Linked DNA regions of Rattus norvegicus: region 2 is linked to region 1. Evidence: chromatin contacts called from public Hi-C data. All regions are on one chromosome and are shown on one strand. The core of a region is the stretch at or near the end of the contact, and the rest is flanking DNA. Distances in the headings are between cores, read along the strand shown.

Evidence for each region. Hi-C and Micro-C count contacts between places; a contact is called where the count stands out from the background.
Region 2: a contact with region 1 is called in a Hi-C map of liver, with 8 times the contacts expected there. The contact joins the promoter of Irx3 here to the promoter of Irx5 in region 1. A contact is called at or near these places in 11 of 12 Hi-C or Micro-C datasets (the Rat2 cell line, Schwann cells, frontal cortex and 6 more) and 1 of 1 datasets of contacts at active chromatin or transcription factors (oligodendrocytes).

Annotation. Positions count from the first base shown.
Region 1 is chr19:30,812,971-30,817,024 of GRCr8, reverse strand. It overlaps Irx5 (iroquois homeobox 5), which reads left to right and starts at 2,195. Exons shown (of 3, transcript NM_001030044.1): 1 at 2,195-2,440; 2 at 3,530-3,935. The coding sequence starts at 2,195. It overlaps Crnde (colorectal neoplasia differentially expressed), which reads right to left and starts at 165. Exons shown (of 3, transcript NR_132649.1): 1 at 1-165.
Region 2 is chr19:31,383,746-31,387,889 of GRCr8, reverse strand. It overlaps Irx3 (iroquois homeobox 3), which reads right to left and starts at 2,772. Exons shown (of 4, transcript NM_001395133.1): 1 at 2,092-2,772; 2 at 800-1,925; 3 at 544-610; 4 at 1-73. The coding sequence starts at 2,367. The coding sequence ends at 19.

The sequences.
Region 1 (4,054 bases), core at 946-3,445:
GGGCGGGGACGCTCCCTGTAGAACTCCGGCCTGCCCCGAACCCCGAATGGTTAGCCGGAGAGGCAGCCTCAGGCTGCTTCACGCTCCCCGGGGCTCCGGCTCCGCAACCCTGTCAGCCTAGCTCACAGCCCGCCGCCTCAGCGGCGGACCGCTTCTGGTCTCCATGACAATACGCAGACGAAGACCCTCCCAGCCACGCCCCCTCGACGCTAGCACTCTGAGGGAAGCGGACTACGTCATCCAGAGGTGGGGCTAATGGATACCGACGCCCAATCAGAGGTGAAGCTGTGTCCGGGGAGGGCGGGATGGGCCTAGAGGTTCTTGGAGAATGTAGTCCGCGGGGGTCCAACCTCTTGGGGGCGGAACCTGTAGCCTGAGTGCTAAGTAAGGGGGCAGCCTGCGCGCGTGCGTAAAAGCGCGCCGCGGTGAGGGTCCCTGTGCAGTCAGTGGGGGGGCGGGGGGGGGAGGGGCACGGCCCTAGCTAATCAAACTGTTTGCGGGCCAGAGAGAATCATTGCAGGAAAATTTGTATATAGTTACGCTCCGGCCTGAGCGTGGCGAGGTTGTGAAAGGCCACAAAATGTTTGGTGTGTGCACTCTGCGGCCGTCCGTCCTGGTTCACCAGCGCCCCTGTCTGTCCCATAGCTTCAGTGCGTCTGTAATTTGCGGCGGCGGGAGGTGGAGACCAGGGGCGAGGGTCTGTTTTGCCTTCTCACTGTGTGGCCGTGGGAGGTTGCGCGCGGGGGGGGGGGGCGCGTTCCGAGAACTCTGCCTGTGACTCTGTGATGTGTATTCGCCTGGCCAGCGCCTCGCTAAACAAACAGCGGTTGGGTTGGACACTGTTCTGCCCAGTGTTTGCAGTGGAACTGGGGCGAAGGCGAGAGAGGGGGAAGGCGATTTAGTGGAACAAAAGGGACGAGATCCCACACCCTCCGGCCCCAAAGATCTGACAGGGCGAGGTGCCCGTGGCCAGCCATGAGAAGCAGGCAACGCTACGTGGGATGGCAATGGGGCCGGGGGCTTCTGGGGGACCTATTCGAGTAGAACAGCGTCTCCGTCGGGCATTCTTGCCCACTGCTTTCCTCTCTCCAGAGAAAAGCCACAACCCCCGCCAGAGACCCCAGAGTCTCCTCTCTCGCCTCCTCTAGGCTGGTGGATGGAAGGCCCGGCTTGGGTCCTTCAGCTTAGGCCTGGCTCTTGCCCACCTGCTGCAGCGGCTGGCGCAGAAAGGCGGTCACCCCGGCTTCGCTGTGCCCCGGGAGGCGGCATCCATCGACTCTCCCTGGGACCTGAATTCCAGGTCTCCAGCTCAACCTAGAGACCTCCGGCAGGAGGGAGAAGAACCACCTCCCAGCCCAGTTTTCTGGAGAACAAGACGTCCACCAACTTCGCTATTCTCACTGGCGAGGAGGGCACAGAGCGTTCTCCCGAGCGCAGCCCTCCGCATCTTTCCCTTTGTGTTGCCGAGCGGCCCAAGCCACGACCAGGGCCAGTGGTGCGTCGAGATTGCCGCTCCGCCCAGAGTTAGAAAGAGGAGAAGAAAGTTGGAAGCGATCGGCGTGCTTGGGCTGTGATTGTCATCCTGGGGCCGGCGCTCGAGAGTCTGAGAGAGAAGGAGAGGAAGAGTCGGGGAGGGAGGAGGGGGAGGCCGGGCAGAGGAGGAGAGGGGGGTGGCGGTGGAGAGGCGGGCGCTAGGGAGGGGCGAGGGGAGCGCCAGTGAGCGGGAGAGGAGCCGGGGAGGAACAGGGAGAGGGCGAGACGCGCCTGGCGGCCGGGTTGGCTGCCGCCGGCCAGAGGCTCCTGCCAGTCCCCCCACCGACTACACCCCGGGAAGGAGGAGCTTCGCGCGCGCACAAGGCGTCAGAATCCTCAATTTCCAACTTAGCATCTTGGCAGGACCTTTGCAAAGCCAAAAGCAGAGCCCCCCGGTGCAAAGAGCGAGGGAGGGGGGGTGGGGGGAGAGAAAGCCTAGCCCGGGCAAGCGGGGCGCGCAGAGGAGCGGGCGCGGCGGTCGCAGCCGGAGGCGCGCGGGAAGCCAACCAGGAGGCGCCGCGGGCCGGAGCCCGGGAGCCGAGACTCGAAGAGCTGCGGCCCGGGGCAGCCAGAGGCCAGGTGCCCACTCGCTCGCCCTCTCAGGGCGCCGCCCGGCTCGTTGGCCGCCGCGGCGCGGCGCGCCCCATGCCCGTGTGTGGCCATGTCCTACCCGCAGGGCTACTTGTACCAGCCGTCCGCCTCGCTGGCGCTCTACTCGTGCCCCGCATACAGCACCAGCGTCATTTCGGGGCCCCGCACGGATGAGCTCGGCCGCTCTTCTTCGGGCTCCGCATTCTCGCCCTACGCTGGCTCCACTGCCTTCACGGCTCCCTCGCCGGGCTACAACTCGCACCTCCAGTACGGTGCCGATCCCGCGGCTGCGGCCGCCGCCGCCTTCTCGTACGTGGTGAGTGTGAGCTGGGTCCGAGGCGGGCTGGCAAGCGGGCAGTCGGGGCCAGGCCTGCAGAGCCCGGCTGCGGTGGACACGGGCCTAGGCGCCACCTCACCCGCCAAGCTTTGCGGCCCTTGCAAACTTGAGCGATTGTCTTGTTCGGCTTTACTCGAGCCGCGGGCTCCGGAATCACTCTAGCGAAAGCCGCGTCTTGCTGGGATCGCCGAGCTGAAGGGAAAGGTTTGGGGCGCGGGGGAGGGGGGATTGGTCTTTGCTATGAAGAACAACATTTGCCCCAGAGCTCTGGGACAGACCGCAAATTTCTTCTTCTTCCTCTTTCTTTCTTTTGGTTTTGCCATGTTGGAAAAGTAGTTCAAAAGAAGCAGACCCGAATTCTGAACAGTAGCAGCATGCTAAATCTATGTAAATGTGTTTGGCCCCGCCTTTAATTAATCCCCCAAAATGTTGCAAATCCGTAATCCTATCTTCGCAATCCGATTTGAAAGTATTAAATTTCTGAAACGTCCAGCGAGGTGCGGTGTATCCGGGTTTTTACGGCAGGGTGTGCTTTCTGGAAAAGCGCAACGGCTTCGGTTAGGGATAGCATTTTTGAACCGTCGGTGTGCAGGCTACTGAGGCTCAGCTTGTCTGTAGGGTTTCTTTGAAGATTAAAGAAAGAGCCTTTACTTCCCTTGCTGTACCCCTTGAGCCCAACATGCGGCCACTCTGGAGCAGAGCTCTGAGTCGCTGCTGAGGCTGCTCAGGCCTCTAAGAGAACCGTGGGCCCTTCCGTAGAGGCCAGATCTGAGACCTGGGCACCGAGGTTCCCCAGCAGACAGTGGCCTCCAAGGTGGTGTGTTAAGTTCTGAACAGCCTCTGGGGTCCCCAAGGGCCAGATTTAGAAATTGGGGGTCTTGCTGCCTTCGGAGGAGGGGGAAGGTGGTCTTGTGTTTTAACTAGCTAGCTCTGTCTGCCTCAGGGGAAGCTGGAGTGCGGGCCGCGCTGGCACGCAGAACCAGGGACAGAGGGCAAGTGGGTTTCAGCCTTTTAGGTGGCCATGTAGCCCATACCCTCACTCACCTAATCTCTGCCTGTCCCCCACAGGGCTCTCCCTATGACCACACTCCCGGTATGGCGGGTTCCTTGGGATATCACCCTTACGCCGCACCTCTGGGCTCCTATCCTTATGGGGATCCCGCGTACCGGAAGAACGCCACTCGGGACGCCACTGCCACTCTCAAGGCCTGGCTCAATGAGCACCGAAAGAACCCGTATCCCACTAAGGGCGAGAAGATCATGCTGGCCATCATCACCAAAATGACCCTCACCCAGGTGTCCACCTGGTTCGCCAACGCGCGCCGGCGCCTCAAGAAAGAGAACAAGATGACGTGGACGCCACGGAACCGCAGCGAGGACGAGGAGGAGGAGGAGAACATTGATCTGGAAAAGAACGACGAGGACGAGCCACAGAAGCCCGAGGACAAGGGCGACCTCGAGGGCCCCGAAGCAGGTTGGTGGATGCGGGAAAGGGTGTGTTGAGAGGGACTCGAAAGGCAAAGGGGGCCTGGAGGGGGCGCGCACGGGTCCCTGCCTCTGCTGGCAGGAACCCGGGCCGGGCCGCGTGGCCTC
Region 2 (4,144 bases), core at 1,523-4,022, 570 kb before region 1:
TTAAAAATTGTTGAAAAGTTAAGACGAAGAGAGAGCTGATAAGACCAGAGCAGCATCCAGGTGGTTCTGGGGCCTAGAAGAGAGTGGAGGCAGAGACAGGGAGAGTTAGAGACAGGGAGACCGCTTAGGTAAGGGATACCCTATAGAGCTGATGGGGTTGTTTAGCTGTGGGAGTATTAACATGAGCTGAGCTAAGGAGAGCAGAATTCGTGACTGAGGTTGGAAGAAAGTGGACATCTCGCAGAGAGAGGCCTTCTGTTCCACAGGCCTGCTGTGTTGTAAGGGCCAGACTTCCCTAGCTCTATACCACAGGCCCTGCCTTAGGTGCCCGGAGCCGAGAATGGAAACTTAACTATGGGTCCACAAGAAGTGACAGATGAGTGGGTTTTGTGTCTTTTAGAAATAGTTTTCCAGAAACTTCACTCTCTTCCTAGGGGGCAAAGGGCTCCGGCTACTGGCTACTGGCTACTGGCTACTGGCTCTGTTTTCCTTATCCCTCCCGAAGGGTCTCCCACTCTGCTTCCCAAATTCGGAGTCTCTTACCGCCTTGGCACCGGCTGGAAAGCTGTCTTAAGTAACTTTTTCTCCACTTCCAAGGCACTACAGCGATCTGTAGGAAACAGGGGGGAAGAAAAAGGAGGCCTTTAGAATGCAGGCTTCAGGCCTCCAGGGCCGCTGCACCCGCATAGGAGCAAAGAGGGAAACATCGTGCGTTCCCCCTAAGTCCCATTCTTTCCCTTTAGCCTGGGCGAGAGCCCCACCAACACCCTCCCACTGTGCCCTACATTTTTCTTGTCACCTGTTCCACTCTCTGGCTCCGCAGGCCGAGCATAGGCGGCGGCGGCCGCAGCGGGGTGGCCTGCGGCTCCGGGAAGTCCCAGCAGGTGCTGTGGGGCCGAGCCTAGCATGGACAGCGGGTGCGGCCGCGGACCGGCCGGCGGGCCTGGGAAAGGCCTGTTGGTCCAAGCGGGGAATTTGCCAAGCGGCGCCGACACCAGTCTGTGTGCTGCAGCAGCCGCTGCGGCGGCCGCGGGCGAGAGCTGCAGCGTCGGGGGCGCAACGGCTGCCCCGGGAGGAGAACCTCCGGCTCCGGGAGGCGATCGACGTGGGTTGTCCGGGCTAGTGGCCGTCTCGGCCAGTGACCAGATCTTGGGCTTCTGGAGGGTGGAGGAGGGCGCCGGTGCCGGAGCGCAGGGGTCCAGGCCGGAGGGTGGAGAAGGTGGAGACGCAGGAGCCCTGGCCACGGGCGGTGGCGCGGGAGCCAAGCTCAGGACGGACAGTGGTCGCTCCTCCAAGCTTTCGGAGCTGTCGTCCGAGTCGCTATTTTTGCAGTCTGAAATGGGTCCTAGGCCGAAGTCTCCGTTCCTATGCGCCGTCCCAGCCAGGGTTAGTTCCGACCCGGCTGCCGCGCTGTCTAAGTTTTCCAAATCGATCTCCTCATCCTCGTCGTCGTCGGCCAGGCCCTCGCCCCCCGTGTCCTCCTCCTCTCCTGCGAGCTCCTCCTCCTCCATCTCCAGCTCGCGTTTGCCCTCTTCCTCGTCTTCCTCTTCGTCCTCCTCCTCCCGCTCGCTCCCATAAGCATTGCCCTCCTCGTCCGTGCGACTACGGGGAGCCCACGTCATCTTGTTTTCCTTCTTGAGGCGCCGGCGCGCGTTGGCGAACCAGGTGGACACCTGGGTGAGGGTCATTTTGGTGATGATGGCCAACATGATCTTCTCGCCCTTGGTGGGGTACGGGTTCTTGCGGTGTTCATTGAGCCAGGCCTTAAGCGTGCTTGTGCTTTCCCGGGTGGCGTTCTTGGGACGGGACGGGTCCCCGAACTGGTACTGGCCGTAGGGGTAGAAGGCGGGGTGCGGGTGCGGGAACGCGGCGGCCGTGGCCGGATGCTGGACCCCAGGGCTGTCCTTCAGCTCATACTGAGCGCCCTGTGCGCACATGGAAAAGGAAGGGGACACGCGCGGGGGGAGCACGAGTGAGCTCCTGCCGTCGCCACCTCTATCCTCCCGCCCGGACCCCGGCTTTCTTCTGCACCCTCACCTTGCCCCACACCCCAACTCCAACCCCTCTTTCCCGGGTTTCTCCGGATCTTACCAGCTGTGGGAAGATGGGCAGCTCCGTGGCGTAGGGCAGGAAGGCGCCGTACCCCTGGGCGGCGGCGGCGGCTGCTGCGGCCGCGGCGTAGGGTGCCCCGTACACGGACGAAAGCACATTGGATAGGGACCCCGAGGCGGCCAACTCGGAGGCTCCGGCACCCGGACCGCTCCGGCCCCCAGCGCTACTGCCACCTCCGCCGCCGCCCGCGGCTGGCGGGCGCTCGGGTGGGTAGAGCGGGCGGATGTACTGGTATCCGAGCTGGGGGAAGGACATGGTGGCCCGCGGCGCACCTACGGACTGGGGGCCGGGCCCCCCGGGCCGCCGTGCTCAGCGCCGGACGCCGGCTCCGGAGAGCATCGGGGGCTGGGCCGAGCCCGGGCCGCGCTGCGTCGCGCTCCGCGTTCGCCTATTGATCTGCTCGGCGGCGGGCGACGGTGGCGGCGGCGGCAGCGAGGAGTCAGGTCAGGTCCGAACAGATTGGCCGAGATTCCCTGGGCTCCCGGCTCTGATTGACATTTCTACGGGGCCTCAAGCCCCTCCTCTCTGCGCAGCACTCCCTCCTCTAGGCCGGGCGAGCCGCTCTGCGCTAGGCGCTCAGTTCTGCCCTCCTCTCCCGGAGCTGTGTCGCGCCTCGCTTCCTTCGCCCTCCTCTAGTTTACACTCTCCTCCTGTCCTGTCCTCTCCCCTCCCCTAGCTGCGTCCCCCTCACCCCACCCCTGGCCGCTTCCGCTCCCGAGGCTCCTTCGCAGTTCTGGACGCTGGGAAACTGCGGTTCTTTTTCCTTTTTTCCCTTTCTCACGGTTGCTTTTGCTCACCTCTCTGCTCTCTTCACTTTTCCTAGTCTGACTCCTCTCTTTTTAAATCTACTCTCTCATTTTCTTTTCCCCCCTTCCCCGGTCTCCGCACCCTGGGCTAAGGCGATCTAAAGTTGAAGACACTTAGAATGCTGTGCGGGGGGTGTGTGTCCGCGTCAGTGTCTGTGTGTCTGTCTCCGCCCTTCCACCCCCTCCCTCACCCTTCCCCAAATCTCGAGTCTGACGTCGCGCCCTCTTATTCGACTTTTCCTTGCGTCTCCTCCTGGAGTCGCCAATCACCCGGGAGCCTTCTGGGCGAGGCGGCCCTCCCCCGCGAGTTCAGAGCGCCGGGCGGGGCGGGGCGGGACTGGACTCAGTCTCTTCCCGCCCCCTCCTGCCCTCACTGGGAGGGGAGAGCCCAGACCACGAGTGGCGGGTTAGTACAGGGTCACCTAGCCCCTTCGGTCTTCCAACTTCTCAATTCTCAGCCCCCTTCGAAGCTTTAGTTCCGGGATGGGACGGGACCCTAAACCAAGGCAGCCCCCACCCCCACCCGGGGAGTGGCTCTCTTTGCACTTTTCAGCTCTGGTCCCCTAGGACGCTCTCCATAGCCTAAACCTGCAACTGAAAGAGAGAACACGCTGCCTGGGAGTAGGGAGAGCTTAGGTTCCGAGCTTTAAAAGACCTATTCTGTGCAGGGTCGGGGGAGGGCGGGGAAACCCTGCAGTTTGTTCCATTTACACCTCCGGGGTACCTCGGTCAGAATCCTCACTTAGAAATAGTGAGTTTGGCGCCTAGGTGATCTCGCGAACAAGCAAGGAGTTGGTGGAGCTCCTGACTGTGGGGCGGGGGAGGAGCAGAGGAGCAAAGAGCCTCACTGCCGAGGCTCTGGGAACTTTCCGAAAGCTCTTCGAGAAGTTTCTATATTGGTGTGATTTTTTTTTTTTTTTGGTCGATCGAGACCATTCATTTCACTATCCCCTTTCCGCTCTCTGGTCCCCCAAACCCAGTGTTTTCTTTGGGCGAGAATCCCCCAGAGTCCTAGAGGGTGTGCATTGTGGGGGCGGGGAGCAAGACTGGTTTTAGGGTAGGGTATTTCCTAAATCTAACTTGCAATGTCCAAGTGCCCACCTTCACGGATTAGGGTGTGCAGGGGAAGGCCACACTGAAATCCCGGAATAGCTGTAGCTCCCAGATAAGCGACTTAGGCTGCAGCGGTGACCCACGCGTGGGCCAGGCCTGCTGTGGGCCTGCGG